2 separate regions of the Sus scrofa genome follow, and region 1 is linked to region 2. A link is a contact called in public Hi-C data. All regions are on one chromosome and are shown on one strand. The core of a region is the stretch at or near the end of the contact, and the rest is flanking DNA. Distances in the headings are between cores, read along the strand shown.

The links. A called contact is a pair of places that touch in the nucleus more often than the background predicts.
Region 1: a contact with region 2 is called in a Hi-C map of alveolar macrophages, with 1.7 times the contacts expected there. The contact joins the enhancer-like site here to the promoter of ATAD5 in region 2. A contact is called at or near these places in 8 of 47 Hi-C or Micro-C datasets (adipocytes, alveolar macrophages, blood and 2 more) and 2 of 2 datasets of contacts at active chromatin or transcription factors (alveolar macrophages and skeletal muscle).

What each region holds. Positions count from the first base shown.
Region 1 is chr12:42,960,924-42,964,923 of Sscrofa11.1, reverse strand. The region is part of intron 6 of CRLF3 (cytokine receptor like factor 3); the gene reads right to left. Among named protein-coding and RNA genes, the nearest start is that of CRLF3, 29 kb to the right of the region's middle. Within about 2 kb of position 2,398, at least 5 of the 83 cell types and tissues checked have an H3K27ac peak or open chromatin away from gene starts, as enhancers often do. A contact at or near this core is called in alveolar macrophages, where this site is marked.
Region 2 is chr12:42,918,238-42,922,054 of Sscrofa11.1, reverse strand. ATAD5 (ATPase family AAA domain-containing protein 5) reads left to right here and starts at 1,617. Exons shown (of 23, transcript XM_021067456.1): 1 at 1,617-2,073. The coding sequence starts at 2,026.

The DNA of each region.
Region 1 (4,000 bases), core at 1,149-3,648, 42 kb before region 2:
GGCAGCTGTAGCTCTGATTTGACACCTAGCCTGGGAAACTCCGCATGCCGTGGGTGCGACGCTAAAAAGCAAAAAAACAAAAAATAAAAAATGAACAAGCTGTATCTATGGAAAGGAGTTCCCTGGTGACGCAGTGAGTTAAGGATCCAGCATTGTCACTGCTGTGGCACAGGCTGGATCCCTGCCTAGGAACTTCCACATGCAATGGGTATGGCAAAAAAAAAAAAAAAAAAAAAGTTATGGAAAGATGAAGGAACTAGAATAATCAAAATCAAAATAGAATAAAGTCAGAAGAATCATATCACTTGCTATCAAGATCTACTATAAAGCTACAGCAATAAAGACAGTGTGGTTCGGGCATAGGAGACACACAGAGCAAAATAAGAGACCCCAGAAACAGATCCGCACCTATACGGTCAATCGACAAAGGTGAAAAGGCAATTCAATGGAGAGAAGATAGTCTTTTCTGCAAATAGCACTGCAACTTTTGGACATGCAGACGCAAAGCAAAACACAACTCAACCCATATTTCACACAGTGTACTAAAAGTAACTCAACAAGGGCAGAGCTTCCACCCCTACCCACTTGCATCTCTCAGGAGCGTCCTATCTTAATAAATCTCTTTCTTGCCTAAAAAAATAAAATAGGGGGCTCTTCTCCCCCCTCCCAGAAACCCTGGGAGCTGTCTGCTTTCCTTTAATAAAGACTTTGCTTGCTTGCTGCCTGTGGGTTCAGGAAGTTCATTGTTCAACTGCCGTGAACAGGAACCCAGATTCCGGTATCATCTTTTGGGGGCTCGCCCAGGAACCGATCCAATCCATCTGCGCTCATAAGGTTTAGCAGAAATCAAATGAGGCGCTGAGACATCAGTTACCGAGTAGAAACTAAAGACCTCCAACAGCAGGTGCAGGGGACGACCAAGCCAGCTCCAGCTGTCCGAACTGCCCTCTGGGACTGGATGAGCTCCTCCTCCTGGTGAAAATACCTCCTCACCACAGCCCTCACTGCAATCCGGACCCTCTTATTCAGACCCTGCATCATTAACTGTATTTCTCGTTTCATTATATCCCAGTTAAAAGCTATCAACCTTCAAAATAATAAAGGTAACTCAAAAAGACTCATAGATCTAAACATACAATTTAAAAACACAAAGCTTCTAGAAGAAAACACAGGAGGGGTTCCCTGGTGGCCTCGCAGTTAAGGATTTGGCATTGTCACTGCTGTGCCCGGAGTTTGATCCTCAGCCCAGGAACGTCTGAATGCCACAGGGGTGGCGAAGAAGAAGGAGAGAGAGAAAGATGAGAAGGAGAAGGAGAAGGAGAGGAGGAAGAAGAAGACATAGGAGAAAATATTATGACCGTGCGCTGGGCAAAGGTTTTTTAGACAAACTAAAAGCACTAGGAAAGATGATAAATTGTACGTCAATAAAACCAACCTTTGCTCTGCACAAGATACTGCTAAGAAAAAGAAAAGACAAGTCACGGGCTGGAAATTATATCTTCAAAACACATACTTAACAAAGGACTTACAATCACCAAATGTTAATAATAAGAAAACATTTTAAAGGCAACAGATCTGAAAAGATACTTCATCAATGAAGATACACAAGTGGTCAATACGCCCATGAAAAAATGTTCACATACCAAAAAAAACCCAAAACAGAGTTCCTGTCGTGGCTCAGTGGTTAACGAATCTGACTAGGAACCATGAGGTTGCGGGTTCAATCCCTGGCCTCGCTCAGTGGGTTAAGGACCCAGCGTTGCCGTGAGCTGCGGTGTAGGTCGCAGACTCGACTCAGATCTGGCATTGCTGTGGCGTAGGCTGGCGGCTACAGCTCTGATTAGACCCCTAGCCTGGGAGGGGTTCGGCCCTAAAAAGACAAAAGACAGAAAAAGGGGGGGGTTCCCGTCATAGCTCAGTGGTTAGCGAATCCGACTAGGAACCATGAGGTGGCAGGTTCGATCCCTGGCCTTGCTCAGTGGGTTAAGGATCCGGTGTTGGTGTGAGCTGTGGTGTAGGTTGCAGACACGGCTCGGATTCCATGTTTCTGTGGCTCTGGCATAGGCCAGTGGCTGCAACTCCAATTGGACCCCTAGCCTGGGAACCTCCATATGCCAAGGGAGTGGGCCAAGAAATGGAAAAAAGACAAAGAAAAAAAAAAAAAAAAGAAGAAGAAGTGGGGTCTATGTGCCCTCCCTGGGATCTGGACTCTGGGACTGGTTGAACAACAGAACATGGTAGGAACTGTCAGTTTCTCAGGCCTTGAGAAACTGACAGTTTCCACTTCCTATTTTGGGGGACACTCATTCTTGGAACAGAGCCCCTAGGCAGTGAGGAAGCCCACGCAGCCCACGGAGAGGCACCAAGAGTCAGAATCAATCTGCCGGCACGTGAGTCATCTTGGAAGTAGATCCACCATCCCCAGTCAAAGCACCCCAGCCAACACCACACAGACAGAGATGAGCTGTCCTTGCCTAACTCTGCAAATCGCAGCTGAGCTTAATAAACGACGATTGTTTTAAGCGTCTAAGTGTTGGGGTGGCTTGTTACGCGGCATTAGCTAACTGGAACACCACTTTCTGATGTTCTTGGAAAGAAAAAACTAATAATGAGAAATAACTACGAGTTCCCACTGTGGTGCAGCTGTAACAAAACCGAATGAGATCCATGAGGATGTGGGTTTGATCCCTGGCCCCACTCAGCAGGTTAAGGATTCGGCATTGCCGAGAGCTGCAGCATAGGTCCCAGATGTGGCTTGGATCTGGTGTTGCTGTGGCAATGGTGGAGGCCAGCAGCTGCAGCTCCACTTCAACCCCTAGCCTGGGAACTTCCATAGGCTGCAGGTGTAGCCCTAAAAAGAAAAAAAGAAAAAAAGAAAAAAGAAAAAAGCCAGGCTGTTGCTCCTTGATTTGCCACCTCATGTTACTTGTGAAAGTCAGGCTAGCACAGTGGCTACAGGCATAGACTCCAGGGCTAGACCACCGGGATCTGAATACTGACAAGTCACGTAGTCTCTCTTGCTCTTGTTTCTCGATGTGGAAAAAGAAGACAGCAACCTCCTAGGCTGCTAGGATTAAGGAAGGCTGTTAAAAAGGAAGTTGTTTTAAAGAAAGGAGGTGAGAGGAGTTCCTTTGTGGCACAGCAGCATTGTCACTGCAGTGGCTCAGGGTGCTACTGTGGTGCAGGTTTGATCTGTGCCCTGGGAACTTCCACATGCCTCAAGCATGACCAAAAAAAAAAAAAAAAAAAAAAGGGAGGTGGGAGAGAAGACAGTAAAAACATGATTTACAAAATAGTTAAGATCAGACATTCTAGCTGGGGGGCAACAGGATCAGCAGCATCTCCTGCGCTAGGATGCAGGTTCAGTCCCCAGCCCGGCACAGTGGCTTAAGGATCCAATGTTGCCACAGCTGCACTTATGTCACAACTGCGACTTGGATCTGATCAGATTCAGCCCCAGCCAAAAACAGGGGATGAAAAAATAATAAGATCAGGAGGAAAAATTTTTAAAGAAAAAAAAATAGTAAGATCGGGAAACTTTAGAAGCAAGGAGAGGGAAAGCAGGAACGTTCACACACGACATCAGGGGAAGGAGTTGCTAGCAGCCCTGAGCACCACAAAAGACTATTAAGAGCCATCCAGTAACAGGTTTCTTTTGGATCAACGGCGCCAAGCATTCCTGAAACTTCAGCAGAAGGAGACGGGGCTGAGCAGCGGGGCAGTGCCCACAGGAGCATGACCTCCCTTCTGACGCCCAGGCCCTCAAACATCCTCAGAAAGCTGAATAAAGTTTACCTTTCCTCAAGCAGGCCCATGTGCCACCCCCCTCATGCACGAAGGTGCTCCCTCCCCCCCAGTGACAACTTCTGCCTCAAGTGCCGATGCCTGAAATTCTTTTAAACAAGGAAAGAAAACGTTTTCATTCCACAAAGGAAAAAATGACAAAAATGCAAAGGCCTGACTATTTAATACTGAGTTCAACTACGTTTCAGTCAATCAC
Region 2 (3,817 bases), core at 368-2,867:
TATGAAAGGGAATGAATCAGGCCTGAATGTATCATGGATTGACAGCTTTGGAAAACTGAAGAATGAAAAAAAGTAAATTGCTAAGTGATGTTTACATTGTTACTCTTTTTTTTTCCCCCAGTAGTGTGCAGGGACTTGCTGTGGGATCTTAGTTCCCAGACCAGGGATGGAACTAGGGCCAAAGCAGTAAAAGCACCTAATCCCAACCATTAGACCATCAGGAACGCCCCTATATTGCTAACTTTCATGTAAAGGAAGACAAAATGAAAGGCTTTTCTATGGATACATATACGTTCGTAAAAGTATTAATAAAGGCTGCAGTGGTATCCACGGAATAGGTGATATTGGCTACCTTTAGAGTGAAGAGACTGAGTTTTGGGGTGGAAATCAAGGACACTTTCAGATTTTTTTCTGTAATTTTCTAATTGATTTTTCCTCCTTTTCCTCCTCCCTGCTCTTGCTCCTCCTTTTTCTCATTCTCCTCTCCCTCCTCCTTGAGTGGTTGGTGTTCCCATACCCAGTGGGTTATTAAAAAAACAAACCATAACAACAAAAGAGTTTATATTTAGTGCAATCTCCCTAAAAACCACATCCAAGGCAAATAATTTTCAAAGGAAAAGTAACTACCATTTATTTCATCGGAAAAATTTGTACCCTTCATGTTGTCCAGACATAAACCATACACACAGACAATAATGTGAACAGTTAAAATCAGTTTGCATAACCCGACCTAACAAGGTGGCTTCCCGTTAATATTTGATAGGTACATTTACCTGTTTTGTTTCAGCCCTTACATATCCTGCAGATAAAACTATGGACTCAAAGAAAATAAACATACTCTTGTATATTGCAAGTTTAATGTAAAAAAGCAAAGTAAGGCAAATTCATGAAAACAATGAAAATGACGTATGAGATTATCATCACTACAAACTAGCAAACTACAGGTACCCTGCGACAGCTGGAACACACGCCAGCCAGCTGAGGCCATGAACTTGGGCTCCTGGCTTCTTGCTAGGACGAAATCCATGGGAAAAAATGCCTCCTGAGCTCAATTAGGGGTAAAGGTCAATTCTCGGACCCCTAGTAGGTAGCGAGGTAGGTCGCTTGCCAAAGTAACATTTTAAGTCGTGTGGAAGGAGTGTAATCAACAGCTATTCCCTTTCCTGTATTTTTCGAATTTACACTTAAATGGGACTAGTCTAGGTCGTCAAAAGTCTAGGGTTTTAATTCTGCCACCAACGGACTTTAGTCAAATCACATTCTCATCCGTGAAACTGGGGTGAGGAGTTTGAATCTCCAAAATCTCCGTTACTTTTACTTGTTTTTCAGCCGAACAGGTGGAATATGGACGTTTCGGGGCCAGGGATGGAATCCCAGCCGCAGCTGAGACGTACCCCACATACTCTGTATTTTGCAGCTACGGCCAGGCGAGATCCTTAGCCTATTGCGCCCGACAGGGGGATCGAACCGCTACTCATCAGCGACCAGAGCGGTTGCGGAAAACAACGATCCCAGCTACGTTTAGAGCCAAATGAATAATCCCGCCTCCGGCAGTTTCGCCTAAGAACCATTTTGGCCTTCTCGGCTCACCGTCCGCGCAGCCTCCGGAAGCGATCTAAGCTCCGCCCCCTGCGCTCCGGACGGCGCGAAAACCCAATTGACAAGAATTCCCTGGGAAGCCCGCGGGTTGGGTCTACGTTTGGCCTGGTTTTCCCTCCGAGGTCCTGGGCCCGACGTCGGAATTGGAGTGTCCTCGTTGGAGGTACCCCCCACCGACCGCGCTACAGGGTCCTCTTCGCGCTTTCTCACCACCTCTTCCCGCGTTCGAGTCAGCTGAGCTCTCGGCCCAGCCTTTGCGACCACCCGGGCGGTGGACGCGGGGGGTTCCAGGCAGACCCCGCGGCCCAGCTTCTTGCTCCCGTTGGAGCAGGCTGCCTCCATGGCCTCCAGACAGGTCGGACCGGGCTGCGTAAGGTCCTAGGAGCTGGGATTCCGGGAAGCAGGGAGCATGGTGGGGTCCTGGCCATGGCGGCTGCAGCTGCCACCCCTCCGGTGAGGGATTACGAGATTGAGGTGAGCTTGAGTATCTCTATTTGTTGGAGGTGGGTGAAAGAGGGTTCTGATCTAGGATCTATGAGGGGAAAGAAGGGACCTGGTGAGGCCCCTTTGTTGTGTCTTTGGGTGGAACAGTCGCTGGAGTGTGTCCTAAAGCCGCGGTAGGTACCCATAAACATTAGGATTGAGGATGTTGAGGGGCCTAGTTAAGGACCAGTTTATAGATCCTGAAATGTTCCTGAAACTTGATAATTTGGACTAGTGAAATGTCATGGAGTCTTCCAGGGTCAAGTCTGGATAAGGAATCACAGAACTTTAGCGTGGAAAAGAATCTTTTTGTCCACCCACCTGTGCTAGGAATAGCACTTGGTGTGTCACTACAGGAATCAAACAAGGTACATAATTTAAAAATCACTTTCTCATTGCTCTAGAACTTAAGATACTGCAGGAAGAAGTCTCAGCTTGGTATGCTGTTTATTCTTATGTGTTCTAGTTTCAGTGAAATGCACTAAAGAGATTCTAATGTCATAAAGTAGTGGAGTATCATCAAGTAGACAATTTTGCTATATTTTCACACCTTTTCATCCCAAGCTAGCCTTGTAACTGACATATGCATACTGGTGTCATTGAAGTGAGCCAAGACATAGGTTCACTCACTGAACTGGGACTGTTTCTTACTTTTTAGTATTGAGTACTTTTGGGAGTTCCTGTTGTGGCTCAGTGGTAATGAACCTGTCTAGTGTCCATGGGGTTGCAGGTTCAATTCCTGGCCTTGCTCAGTGGGTTAAGGATCTGGCATGGCTGTGGCTGTGGTGTAGGCTGGCAGCTGCAGCTCCAGTTTGACCTCTGGCCCGGGAACTTTCATTTGCTGTAGGTGCGGCCCTAAAAAGCAAAAATAAATAAATAGAATTGAGTACTTTTTGCCTTCTTGTTAATATTTGTTATGCAGATGCTTGTTTGCTGGATCAAGGCAGTTGCTGGGTTTGTCTTGGGTGTGAAGAATTTTTGATAACTTGAATTACGCAATTCTTGCTTTTTGTTTGGTCAGTTTCTGAATCTTTTTGTTACAATTTCTTCTTTTGGTGCCCTGCTTAGAGTACTATTTCAGGGCACCAAATATTGTTTAGTATTGTGACAGTAAAGGCCTTATACACATTATTTTACCTAATAGCAATCCTGTGTTGAGGTGTTATTATCTGTATTCTAAAGATGAGAGAAAGTTAAGAATTAAAAGTTGAATTAAGGTAGAAAAATAAATTAGAAAATTAAAAGTAATTTGCTTAGGGTCCCATGCTGGTAGCTTTCAGAGCCAGCACTCAAACTTAGATCTGCTTGACTCCAGAGCCTCTGGTACCATCTCAGGATAATAATAATACTAACAACTCATTAGCATTTCTTCTAATACATTTACCATTTCATTTTAAGATGTAAAGTTTTAATCTGTCTCTCTTTTGCCTCATGTTTATCCAAATGGTTAGAAATTTGCCCCAATGCTATGTATTAACTTCTTTGCCCACTAACTTGAGTGTAACTATTGTTACATTTATATATACCAAAGTCTTAAATATACATGTATCCTTTTCTAGTTTTTGTGTCCATTCTGTTAAGTTGCCTGCCTATTCATGTCACACATTCTTTCTTTTTCTTTTTTTTTTTTTTTTTTTGGTCTTTTTAGGACTACCCACGGGATATGGGGGTTCCCAGGCTAGGGACTGAATCAGAGCTGTAGTCACTGGCCTACACCACAGCCACAGCAATGCCA